Regions from separate parts of the Macaca mulatta genome. Here region 2 is linked to region 1. A link is a contact called in public Hi-C data. All regions are on one chromosome and are shown on one strand. Each heading gives the region's core, a stretch centred on a gene start, on an enhancer-like site or on the middle of the called end of the contact. The rest is flanking DNA. Distances are from core to core; before and after follow the strand shown. Region 1 overlaps PEAK1 (pseudopodium enriched atypical kinase 1). Region 2 has its middle 39 kb from the start of HMG20A.

What was found. Hi-C and Micro-C count contacts between places; a contact is called where the count stands out from the background.
Region 2: a contact with region 1 is called in a Hi-C map of cortical neurons, with 2.6 times the contacts expected there. The contact joins two enhancer-like sites. A contact is called at or near these places in 3 of 14 Hi-C or Micro-C datasets (cortical neurons, fetal cortex germinal zone and liver).

Annotation. Positions count from the first base shown.
Region 1 is chr7:55,267,376-55,273,080 of T2T-MMU8v2.0, forward strand. All of the region lies in intron 6 of PEAK1 (pseudopodium enriched atypical kinase 1), which reads right to left. Among named protein-coding and RNA genes, the nearest start is that of TSPAN3, 55 kb to the left of the region's middle. Within about 2 kb of position 2,331, at least 2 of the 40 cell types and tissues checked have an H3K27ac peak or open chromatin away from gene starts, as enhancers often do. A contact at or near this core is called in cortical neurons, where this site is marked.
Region 2 is chr7:55,634,939-55,640,507 of T2T-MMU8v2.0, forward strand. No RefSeq gene overlaps it. Among named protein-coding and RNA genes, the nearest start is that of HMG20A, 39 kb to the left of the region's middle. Within about 2 kb of position 3,668, at least 20 of the 40 cell types and tissues checked have an H3K27ac peak or open chromatin away from gene starts, as enhancers often do. A contact at or near this core is called in cortical neurons, where this site is marked.

The DNA of each region.
Region 1 (5,705 bases), core at 1,081-3,580:
AGGTTCTACCTAGGAGCCTGCCACAAAGCTGGTGTCCCCATGCAGAAGTGACTGTTCCTCGCTGGCCTTAGTTTCCCACTGTGTAGAACAGTGAAGGCCCTTCTAAAATTGGCTTTAGTCTACTATGAGGATATGAGGATTATGTGTTTGGTCAGTGCCTACCCAGATTCTCTGAAAGGGAAAAAGCAAGTTAGATTTTATTTAGAGGGCAGGGAAGTTAAGTTCAGGCTTAAATTTATGTTAAGTTTTACTTGGAGAGCAGGAATGGTTAAGTTAAGGGCTGGAGGCCAGCCAATATATAGCCCACAGAGACAGACAATGCAATCTGCTGGGTGGTGGCTCACCAAATGGGGAAGAGAGGATAAAAGAAGATATGGACAAGATGGAAAATGGGAGTTGAAAGTTAAATATTGTTTGGAAATCAATTTGGCTCTTCTTTCACCAAAACATTTATTTAAAAAGTAGGCTGTGCTCACTGCCTCCACAGCTTCCTCCTCCTATTCGCGCTTTAAACTGTGTCTAGCATTCACCCCCATTATTACCAACATTGCATTTTCTTGAGGCTTATAAGAGATTAAATTCTTGCCTTCTTCTGAGTCTTCATTCTGCACAAGCCCTCTGCAACCTTGGACTCTTTGGCCTGTAGGGCCCTGCCTTTTGCTACAGATTTTCCAGTTGCTCCTGCTTTGGGTCACTTAGATGTGTGGGCCTTTTCCCACTTTGCAGACTCTTCCATTACAATCTCATGTAGTCCCACAGTTTCAACTAAATCAAGTCTATGACCACATTTCTAGGCTTGAACTCTCTTCTGAGTACCAAACCCACATTTTTACCTGGATCCTGGGGTTCTCTCAACTTGGCTGCCCTATGGGCATATCCCATTGAGAACCCATTTTTCTGGCTTTTCTGATTCATATTTCAACTAATGGCATCACCATTCTCTTAGAGGTTGTTCTACCTTGAAATTTTAGCATCACTGCCCTAGTCCCATACTCACCAGACATGGTCAACTGCCTCCCTCAGCTCTTTAACCATCTGCCCCTTCTTTTCCTTTGCCTTATGTCAGGTCTCATTTTACCTGGACTACTGCAATAGCATAAAGACTGGCTTCCTTGCTTCCAGTCCTTCTGACCTCTCTTACGATAGTTGTCATCCAAAATCTTATGTTATTTCTGTTTAAAAATACTTAGTGGCTTCCCACAAAACACAAAATAAAGTCTAACCTCTTAAGTTCGTCACTCAAATCTCTAAATTTGGTCTCTAATCTCTCCATAGCCTAATTTTCCACTATTCTCTCAATGTACTGCATTTACCACAAAGAAGAGCAAAGTGGATACAAAAGGCCCTTTCTTATTGGCCCCAAGAGAAGTGCTAATAACTTATTTCATTCATTAATCTTCATTTATCTTTACATCTCTGTATACCACTCCGAACTTTCATTATAATCTGTTTTGTTTAAGAGCTATTATTTATGCCTTTGTCTTTCTCACTGGAATATAAGCTTCTTGAGGGCAAGGCCTTTTTTTAATTCATATTTATTTCTGTAAACTACAACAATATCACAATGTTTTATACAGTAAACACTTTTTGAAAGGTCAAGAAATATTTATTGAATGCCAACTATGTACACGATATTATAATAGATGCTAATGATGTAAGAATTAATAAGCCATGGTCCCCGCCATGTAGAAGGTCAGGTATAATAGTGGGGAGACGGGAGAGGAAGCATGTTCTTGTTTAATTGTATAACTGTCTCATGATAATGCAATGGTTAAGAAATCCAGTAGGTATAGCGTGCAACATGTGCTCAGAAAATTAAAGAAGAAAATTCAGAGCTGGATTCTTTAAGAACACATAGGAGCTTTCCAAGTATGTGAAAAGGAAGGAATAACCAACTTTTACTAAATGCTTAACTTTGTGCCAAGTGATGCTCTCAGCACTGTGTGTGGGTGTGTGTGTATATATATCACTGTATACATATTAACTTCTGTGATTTTTTACAATGGTTTTAAGAAGACCTAAAATATTTTTTCCATTTTACAGATAAAGACACTGGATATAGAAAAGGAAAGTAATGGCCAAGGTAACAGCTAATATGTAGCTACAGCACAGATTTAAACCCAGGTCTGTCTGACTTAAAAGCCTAAATTCTTAGCCACTTTGTTAACAGTCCTCACATTTTGTACATAGGAACCACTTGGGGTACTTAGTACAAATGCAGTTTCCAAGGCTTTACTGCCAGCCATTCTGATTCTGTAGGTATGGAATACGGCCAAGGAAATGACATTTTTAATGAGGATCCCTCAGGTGATTCTGAAATAGGTCATAGCAGATCACAATGCAGAAATGCTTTATTGTATTATACTGTCTCCCAGGAGAAGAGCAGTCCAGAGAGAGGAACCAGAGTGTGCAAAAGCCGAGTAGCATTAAACAGGTGCTGTTTATAATTGGTACTAGAGAATGGGACTACAGAGATGAATAACTAAGGATACCTGTTTTAAAGAAGCTTCGTGTCAAATGATCCAAAATCTCTGATTCTTGTTTTTTTAATTGAAAAGACATTATGACATCATTTTATTACTAATCAAAATAACTGTTACTACCTTAGCACAGGAATTATTTGAGTATTACCATTTTGTAGGTCAATTTTCTTAAAGTTATGATCATGTTATTGGCATTCGACTACTTTCACGTGACATTTAAAAAATGTTTTTCATAATTTTATGTAGTCTTCATAATTACCACTTTTAGTAGGTACAAACATTCCATTGGACTTACATGCCATAATTTATTATATTGGTGTCTTAATATAAGGTACCTAGTTTGTTTCCAATTTTTGGAAGTACTTAAATTCTTGAAGCTGTTTGCAGCTTTCTCTCATAATTTTAAGGAAAAACAAAGATGTTTACATCTCTGAAGTAATGAGAAAGAATATCTCAGTGCAGAACCTATCTAAATATGCTCAAGCCAATGCCTAATGTTAAGAAAGAATAGTGAGTGATCTAGAAAATGTTGAGCAGCAATTTTCCATTATTGTTAATAACAATAATGCATTATTTTATATGTACTTTACAGTTTATAAAAGCAGTTTCACTATAGAAACACATGTACTATAACAATCATCTGAGGTAAGTAGGGCAGTTAATATACACTGATGTGAAAACCAAGAGAGGCGCATGACTTGCATAAAAATACACAGTGATATCTTCAGAACTTGGACCCAGGTCAGCTGACTCCAAAGCTCTTTATTCAGTGCTGTGATGCCTTTTCATTTAAGACCAACACAAATAATAAAGCTAATTATGTTGAATGAAGATTAGAATAAATATGAAAGATGAAAACCTTCAAATCCAGGAAAAGTCCTGAGTTAAAACCACTTGCTTTATAACAAAGACAAACATGACACCTTCTATGGACAGAATTGTCTCTCTCCCCCACCTCTTCATATGTTGAAGCCCTAGCCTACAATGTTACTGTATTTTGGAGACAAGGCTAACAAGGAGGTAATTAAGTTAAAAGAGATCATAAGAGTGGGGCCATGATGTGACAGGATTAGTGTCCTTTTAAGAAGAGACACTGGGGTGTGCTTGCGCATGCTTCTTGTGTTTTTTCTCTCTCTCTCTCTTTCTCTCTGTCTCTCTTCCAGCCTCCATAACTGTGATATCCTTTTCAGTCTATGGTATTTTGTTATGGCAGCCTGAGCAGGATGAGATTTTGATACTGAGAAGTGGTGCGCTGTTGTAAAAATACTTTAAAAGGTAGACGCAGCTTTGGAATTGGGTAGAGGGTAGAAGAGTTTTGAGATGCATGTGAGAGAAAGCCCAGAAAACCATGAACAGACAGTTGCTAGAAATATGGATGTTAGGGGCGATTCTGATGAGGTCTCTGATAGTAACAAGGAACATTATTGGAAACTGGAGGAAAGGCAATCCTTGTCATAAAGTGGCAAAGAATTTAGCAGGACTGTGTTTTGTGGAAGACAAAACTTGCAAGAGATGAAATTGAGATTTCTAAGCAAAGTGAAGGAGTGGCTTGGTTCCTCCTGACTGCTTATAGTAAAATGTGAAAGGAGAGAGATGAATTGAAAAAGGAATTGTTGAGCAAAAAGAAACCAGAATGTGAAGACTTAGAAAATTTGCAGTCTATCCATACTGTGAAAAAGGTGAGGCTGGGCGTGCTGGCTCATGCCTGTAATCCCAGTACTTGGGAGGCTGAGGCGGGTGGGTCATCTGAAGTCAGGAGATCGAGACTAGCCTGGCCAACACGGTGAAATCCTGTCTCTACTAAAAATACAAAAATCAGCAGGTGTAGTGGCAGACGCCTGTAATCCCAGCTACTTGGGAGGCTGAGGCAGGAGAATCACTTGAACCCGGGAGGCGGAGGTTGCAGTGAACTGAGATTGTGTCACTGCACTCCAGCCTGGGTGACAGAGTGAGATTCCATCTCGGAAAAAAAAAAAAAAAAAAAAAAAAAAAAGTGAAAGCTTGTTCTAAGAGAATACCAAGGGTGTGGCTAAACAACTATTTGGTAAAGAGAAGATGGGTATGACTTATGGACTTAACCAGCCATCTCAACACAAGTCAGGGATAAGAATGGGATTATACCAGCAAAGACATTGCCAGTTTGAATTAAAAGGGAAAAAGTGGGACAAAAAAAAAGGAAGGCTACTGAACTTGGATTCTACAGGACTAGCCCACAGAGCTATTTGGCTGCTAACATGTACTATTCTTCAAGGAAAGGGAAGAATGATCCTGAAAGTGATACAGAAACATCAGGGCTGCTTTTCCCACCAAAGGACCAGTAGGCAAGGCTGATCCATCCTCAGTTTCAAAGGGTGAAGTTGCCTCTTGAGATCTGGTAGGCCAGGATAACCATGACCAGTGCCTCAGTATTGGCCGCTATGTGGAGCCATGGTGGTGATGCTGCCACTCCAGTGGGCTTGCAGGGGACAGTATCAAATCAAAGAGGATTATTCTTGGGCTGAAGATTTAATAGAACTTGACTTACCAGGTTTCAGAATTGCTTGGGATTTATCACTCCTTCCTTCCTTCTGATTTCTTCTTCTTGGAATGGGAATGTCAATCCTATGCCTGTTCACAGTTGTATTTTGTAAGCATGTAACTTATGGTTTCACAGGTTCACAACTGGAGAGCCTCAGGACAAATCATACCTTGATCTCACCCATATCTGATTTAGATGATATTTAGATGAGACTTTGGATTTTAGAATTTAGAGTTGATGCTGTCATAAATAAGACTTCTGGAGCTGTTGGGATGTGTTTTGCATGCTATAAGGACAGATATTCTGAGGCAGGGTGGGTTAGAGGTAGAGTTCTATGGGCTAAATTATGTGTTCCCCACCACCAATTCGTATGTTGGATCCTTAACCCCCAATGTGAGAGAGTACCCATAAAGAGGTAATTAAGGCTAAATTAGGTCATAAGCATGGAGCCCTGATACAATAGAACTGGTGTCCTTATAAGAGATACCAGTGCATAGCCTTTCCCTTGTACTCTCTTCCTTCCTCCCTCCCTCCCTCCTTGCCATGTGAGGACACAAAGAGAAGGTGGCTGTCTGTAAGCCAGGAAGAAAGCCCTCCCCAGAAAGCAAATAAGCTGGAACCATGAACTTGAATTTTTTAGCCTCCAGAAATGGGGAAAATAAATTTCTATTGTTTAAGCCATACAGAATATGATGTGTTGTTAT
Region 2 (5,569 bases), core at 2,418-4,917, 370 kb after region 1:
GTGGGAAAGTTTATTTGAGATGCAAGTGTTAAGTCAGCAGATGTAGGTGTTAAGTAAGCATTTATACTGACAACTCTAGAGCTTGAAAGGCGGGCCTGGACTTGGAATGACTTTTACCAAAGACTTCCGAGGAGACTTTTTTTATTAGAACTTTTCTCCCAGATCCTGGCACTACTCTGAAGGCAGATAGTCAAACCCTACCAACTGCTGCCACTCCTGGCTAAAGATTTCACTGTTTTATTCTTTGCCCTACTGCTAACTTTTTTTGTTGTTCTTGAAGCAGGGTCTTCTTTGTTGCCCAGGCTTGTGTGCAGTGGTGCGATCATAGCTCACTACAGCCTTGAACTCCTGGGCTCAAGGGATCTTCCCACCTCAGTCTCCTGAGTAATTAGGACTACAGATGTGTACCACCATGCCTGGCTAATTTTTCCATGTTTTATAGACATGGGAGTCTCAGTATGTTGCCCAGGCTGGTCTCAAACTCCTGGGCTCAAGGGATCTTCCCACCTCAGTCTCCCGAGTAGTTAGGACTACAGATGTGCACCACCACGCCTGGCTAATTTTTCCAAGTTTTATAGAGATGGGGGTCTCACTGTGTTGCCCAGGCTGGTCTCAAACTCATGGGCTCAAGCAGTCCACTTACCTCAACTTCCCAAAGTGCTGGGATTACAGGCATCAGTCACTATACCCAGCCCCTACTGCTAACTTTCACTATTCTTTCATCCTGCCCTTGACATCAGAACAACATCTGGACCTAAGTGAGACTTTTCCATGGCTTAAATCAGGTAGTACCTCTAAAGATGTTCAGAATATTTAAACTTACATGAGTCTCCCACGTGAGATTTCTGCAGGGGGAGCTTTGCAGCCATAAAGAGGATGCTAAACATAGTGGCTTATAATGAAATAATATGTTTATCTTGGCTGGTTTTATAGCAAATGTGATCAGGATATTTACTGGTGGTTTCTTAGAACTAGATGAAAACAATAGGACAGACCAAATGAATTACAGCAACAAAACATACTAACAACATAAAGGAAAGATACAGATTATGGAAAATTATAAATTGTGGTCATGCAAAAAGAGATCTCACTGTAGCCTGAACACTGGTGACCCACAACTAAATGGGGCCAAGATTAATCATGCCTCGATCTTATACATAAGCCAAAAGATCTTTTCTAAAGATCATGCCTATTAAAGCAGCAAAGACTGTTCTGCAAGATACATCATAATGAGCTCCAGGCATTTAACGAGAGACAAGTGCTACGGTTGAAAGTGGTAACCTTCAGCATCGAATCTGAAAATGAAGTGGGCCTGCTTGCTCTGCAAAATGAGGCCACAATCCAGTCTGCTTAGGTGAAAAGAAGTCTCACATTTGTAGATGCTCTGTTGCAGGCAAACCTTAAATCTTCTGGGAAAGGGGGAAAGGCTTTTGTTTGTTTTTATTTTTCTAATTAGGTAAGGATTGTACATGCAAGGAGCAAGCAGCTGACTCTGGGCTGCAGGCCCAGTAGCTTCCAAAGGCAGTAAAGCCGGCGGGCATGGTGGCTCACGCCTGTAATCCCAGAACTTTGGGAGACTGAGGCGGGTGGATCACTTGAGGTCAGGAGTTTGAGACCAGCCTGGCCAATATGGTGAAACCCTGTCTCTACTAAAAATACAAAAATTCGCTGGGTGTGGTGGCATATGCCTGTAGTCCCAGCTACTTGGGAGGCTGAGGCAAGAGAATCGCTTGAACCCGCGAAGCATAGGTTGTAGTGAGCCAAGATTGCGCCATTGCACTCCAACCTGGGCATCACAGCAAGACTCCATCTCAAAAGAAAAGAAAAAAAAGAACAACAACCAAAAAAAAAGGCAGTTTCCAAAAAAAAGTGGAAAACAGAATTAAGGAAGAAACCAGCCTAATGAGTTGGATAGAGTGTCCCAAAAGCCTCTGGAAGAATATGCAGCACTCCAAGGCCAGGAGACCTCAGCTTCCATCTCTGTTGTAATGGCTGCCTCAGATGAGGATAATTACCTGGCCAAAAAATAGCAGCATTAAAGAAAAGGGTCATCCCCCCCTTATTCCTTGTTTTTCATCCCCTAAAAGCCCCTCATCCAAGGACTTGTGTAAAGTTGTGTCCGCCCCTACTTTGATCTGCGGTAGGAAATGCTGGGATGCATGTCCTGACCCTCCTTCCCCCACTGCAGCCCTCACGAATGGTAGCTGTCTCTCCTGCAGACAGGATGCTGCCTCATGTCCTGAACCTCACCACAAATTCCTGCCCCACTGGCTGCTTCTGGCTTCCTCTTGCAATCCCAGGAGACAAAGGACTGTGAGGGAGGAAGGGAGCCGAGCATGGTCTCCCAGGCAGAAACCCGTTGGGATGCCGGAGCCTCACCCTGCTTACTGGGGTCTGCCTTTCTGGGTGGGAGGAGGGGCAGCCTCCCTACTCCTTCCAAATGTCCCTGTCTTAAACCCATTCTGCACAAAACAAGCCAGTTCATTGTGTTCTTGGATATAAATATTGATTCTAGGTGATGTTAACATTCTGTTCGTAAAAGAATGTAACATATTTCTCCCACACCATATTAGACTGATGTGTTGTTTGGCCAAGAGAAGTACAGATTGCTGGCTTCTGCGAGAAAATGTGGACATTTAAATGCATGCAGCTTTCAGAAGTCTAGGGAGCAGCCTCAGAACAGCAACCAGGCCCCTGGGTTGGCTTCAGCTCTGCCCTCCTCCATCCAGTTTCTCCTTTCCCATCTTCATTGTTTGCACATGCCTTTGGTATTTCTAATCACTTGTAATTTAAGAAAATGCTTTCTTGGAATTATGTCTTCTTTCTCAAGGACCTGTTAATGTGGGACATTTGCTTTCTTCAGGAGGGCCCGGAAGGTCAGGACCAAACATTTTTAGTTTTCTTCCCCAGGAGAAAAGATCTGGGAGGTCCTGTTCTCCTGTTTTCTTTTTCCCCCTCCCTCCATGTCGGAGGGAAGGGCAAAGGCTTCAGAACAGAGGTGGTCCCGCCAAGCTCTCCACCGAGGCCTGACCAAGCCCAGGACTCAGATGTGCTGGCCGCCTTGGCAAGGCAAATTCCCCACATTCCACAAGTGCTCTTGAGGGAGAAATAGAACTAATGAGAAAGTGGAATTCTTGATGTGTATGCGTGCTCACTCGGGTGCCAATTCATCTGACACAGACAGATCCCTGGCCCTATTTCGCAAGACAGTGATAGAGCCCATTTCCAGATGTGCGGGAGGGCGGCCCGGGACCCAGTGCTGGCAGGAGAGCCGGCGCCCTCTGCTGTCCTGGCCAGGAAACACTGCAATGGTGGGAAAGAATGTGGGGTTCCTGAAAGCCGACTGTTAAATCTACAGCCAGCCCGCGCTGGTGTGGAAGGGGCCTGCAGCTCCTTGCTGTTCAAATGATGAGCCTGCAAGGGGGTGGATTCCCTCCTTCTAGCTGGCTCTCTTTGTGTTTTGTGGCTCTAAATGAGCCAGAAATGATAAGGATTTACAATAAAACCCCAGCCTCCCACAGCATCTGCTGGTCCCATTCCCAAGAAGGTGAGGAAAAGTGGCACTGTCTCTGGCCTGTGAACCTGGCCAGCAGGCCCAGGCAAGGCGAGACAATGAGGGCAGCTTGCCCAAGAGGAGGCCTCCTGCTGATTAGCAGCCCTTGGGCCATACCCTTGCCTAAGAATGCAGCTTCTGGAGGCCTGGCTGGCTCCAAGGCTTCCAGCCGAGTGGAAGCTGCAACTGCTCCCACTCAGGCATACTGGCATCTCTAAGGGGCCTCAGAGCTGGCACAGCCAAGAGACTGGCTCAGCTTACAAGCTTAGACAGAACTGCCACCCCCTCTGCCCTGCTGCCTGCCAAGACAGCAGCACAGCAGTGGGTCTGGGGCCAGGGCCAGGCTTACTGCTGCAAGAGACAGAAAGAGATATTAATAGAGAGAGAGTGCGCGTGTGTGTGTGTATGTTGGTGAAAGGTGGGGTGGAGATATTAGGGGGATGCAAGGGGGATGGCTGGTGAACTCTACTTCTTGGACAGCCTTTCAGTTCTGCAAAAAGGCACAAAACAATCAGTTTTTGTTTTCTGGCAGATTTTTAATTTTTTTTTTTTGTAAACCAATCTCTTCCCTGCTGGGAGAAGAAAAACCCAACCCGCCAAACAATCCCCTAACAACCCCTAAAAACAATGCCCTTCTCTCTCTGGGACCAATTTTCAAGCTGCACAGCAGTCCTGACAAGGTCAACAAGCTGGAGCTGTAAGTGGAAGATCTTTATCTATGTGGGAAATAGGAAAATCATTTGACTGATAAAAGGAAATACAATAAATAGCATCTAAATTCCTGGCTGCATTCCCCCAGGCCCCTCCTCTGCTGGAGAAAGTGCGTGGGCCAGGGATACATGTGCTGCTCCAGCATGTTTAAAAATAGCATGCAGCACACAGCCCTTTCTTACCTTCCAGAAAGACTTCATTACCCGATCCTCAGCCCTGAGCCTGCAGAGCTGCTGCCGGCGCTTTCTTCTCCCTGCGCTGGATTTTCCTCTTTGGAAGCATTAAGGGAGTGCATGTGATACATTTTACTCACGGGCCAGCTCCCGCTCAGCTAGTTTCAATCTAGGCACGTCTAGAGCTCACGTTGAAAGTCCATTGTATTTAATGGGGTGTTAACTCTGTTTATTCTCTGAGACTTGTGCAGTAATTTTACACTCTGCAAAACTAGCAACTTGAACCAGAAATGGTATTCCTCTTTCCCCATGTCCACCCTAGTGGGCTGCAGTCCCTGGGCACCTCTGGTCCTGCCTCCTAGGGTTCCTGTAGCTCAGGTAGCCGAAGAAGTTCTGCATGCGGTGGGAGATGGGAACTCTGGGGTTCACATCCGGTTATGCCTCTTGTTGGCATTGGTGCAGCCTGAAGCAGGTCTTTTCAGCTCCTGGAGACATTTTTCTCATCTGTGAAAAGGAGATTTTAATCTGCCCCATGTATCTCAAAAGGCATACAACAATCTCATAGTGCAAAAACATTCCCCTGGGTCCTACAAAGACACCACCCTATTATTCCCAACTGGGCCACTTCAGCATCACCTCGGAAGCCACTTAACCCCTTCAGATCTCCATCTCTCCACTAAAACCTTGGCGATCTGGATAGGACTATAAAATCCACTATTCAGGCTGTATCTTCACCATGCTGTTGCGATTTTTTCTAAGTCCATTATTCCTTCCACCTTTATTGCCTGGCATTCTACTCTTGGGAACACTTTCTTGTCTCCCCACTTACATATTCTCAGGGCCTGGCCCTAGAAGGTGCTGAAGACTTCATATAGGACCAGATGACCCCCTCTAGCTCTCAATCTCCAAGTCTCCAGCAAAATAAATGAAGCACATACTATTCTAATACATTCTACCATTCCGTGGGAAGTGTGCCTTCCATTATTCCCACCTGATCTAAAATCCTGACACTTAGGGAGCTTGCAGGGTCCTTATTGATCAAACATCACCTGGACTTTGGCATTCCTCCTCCAGTGCCAGGCCTTCCCTCCTGCATGAAACAGCTCAGAGCTGAGTCGCCCTCGCTGGAGTT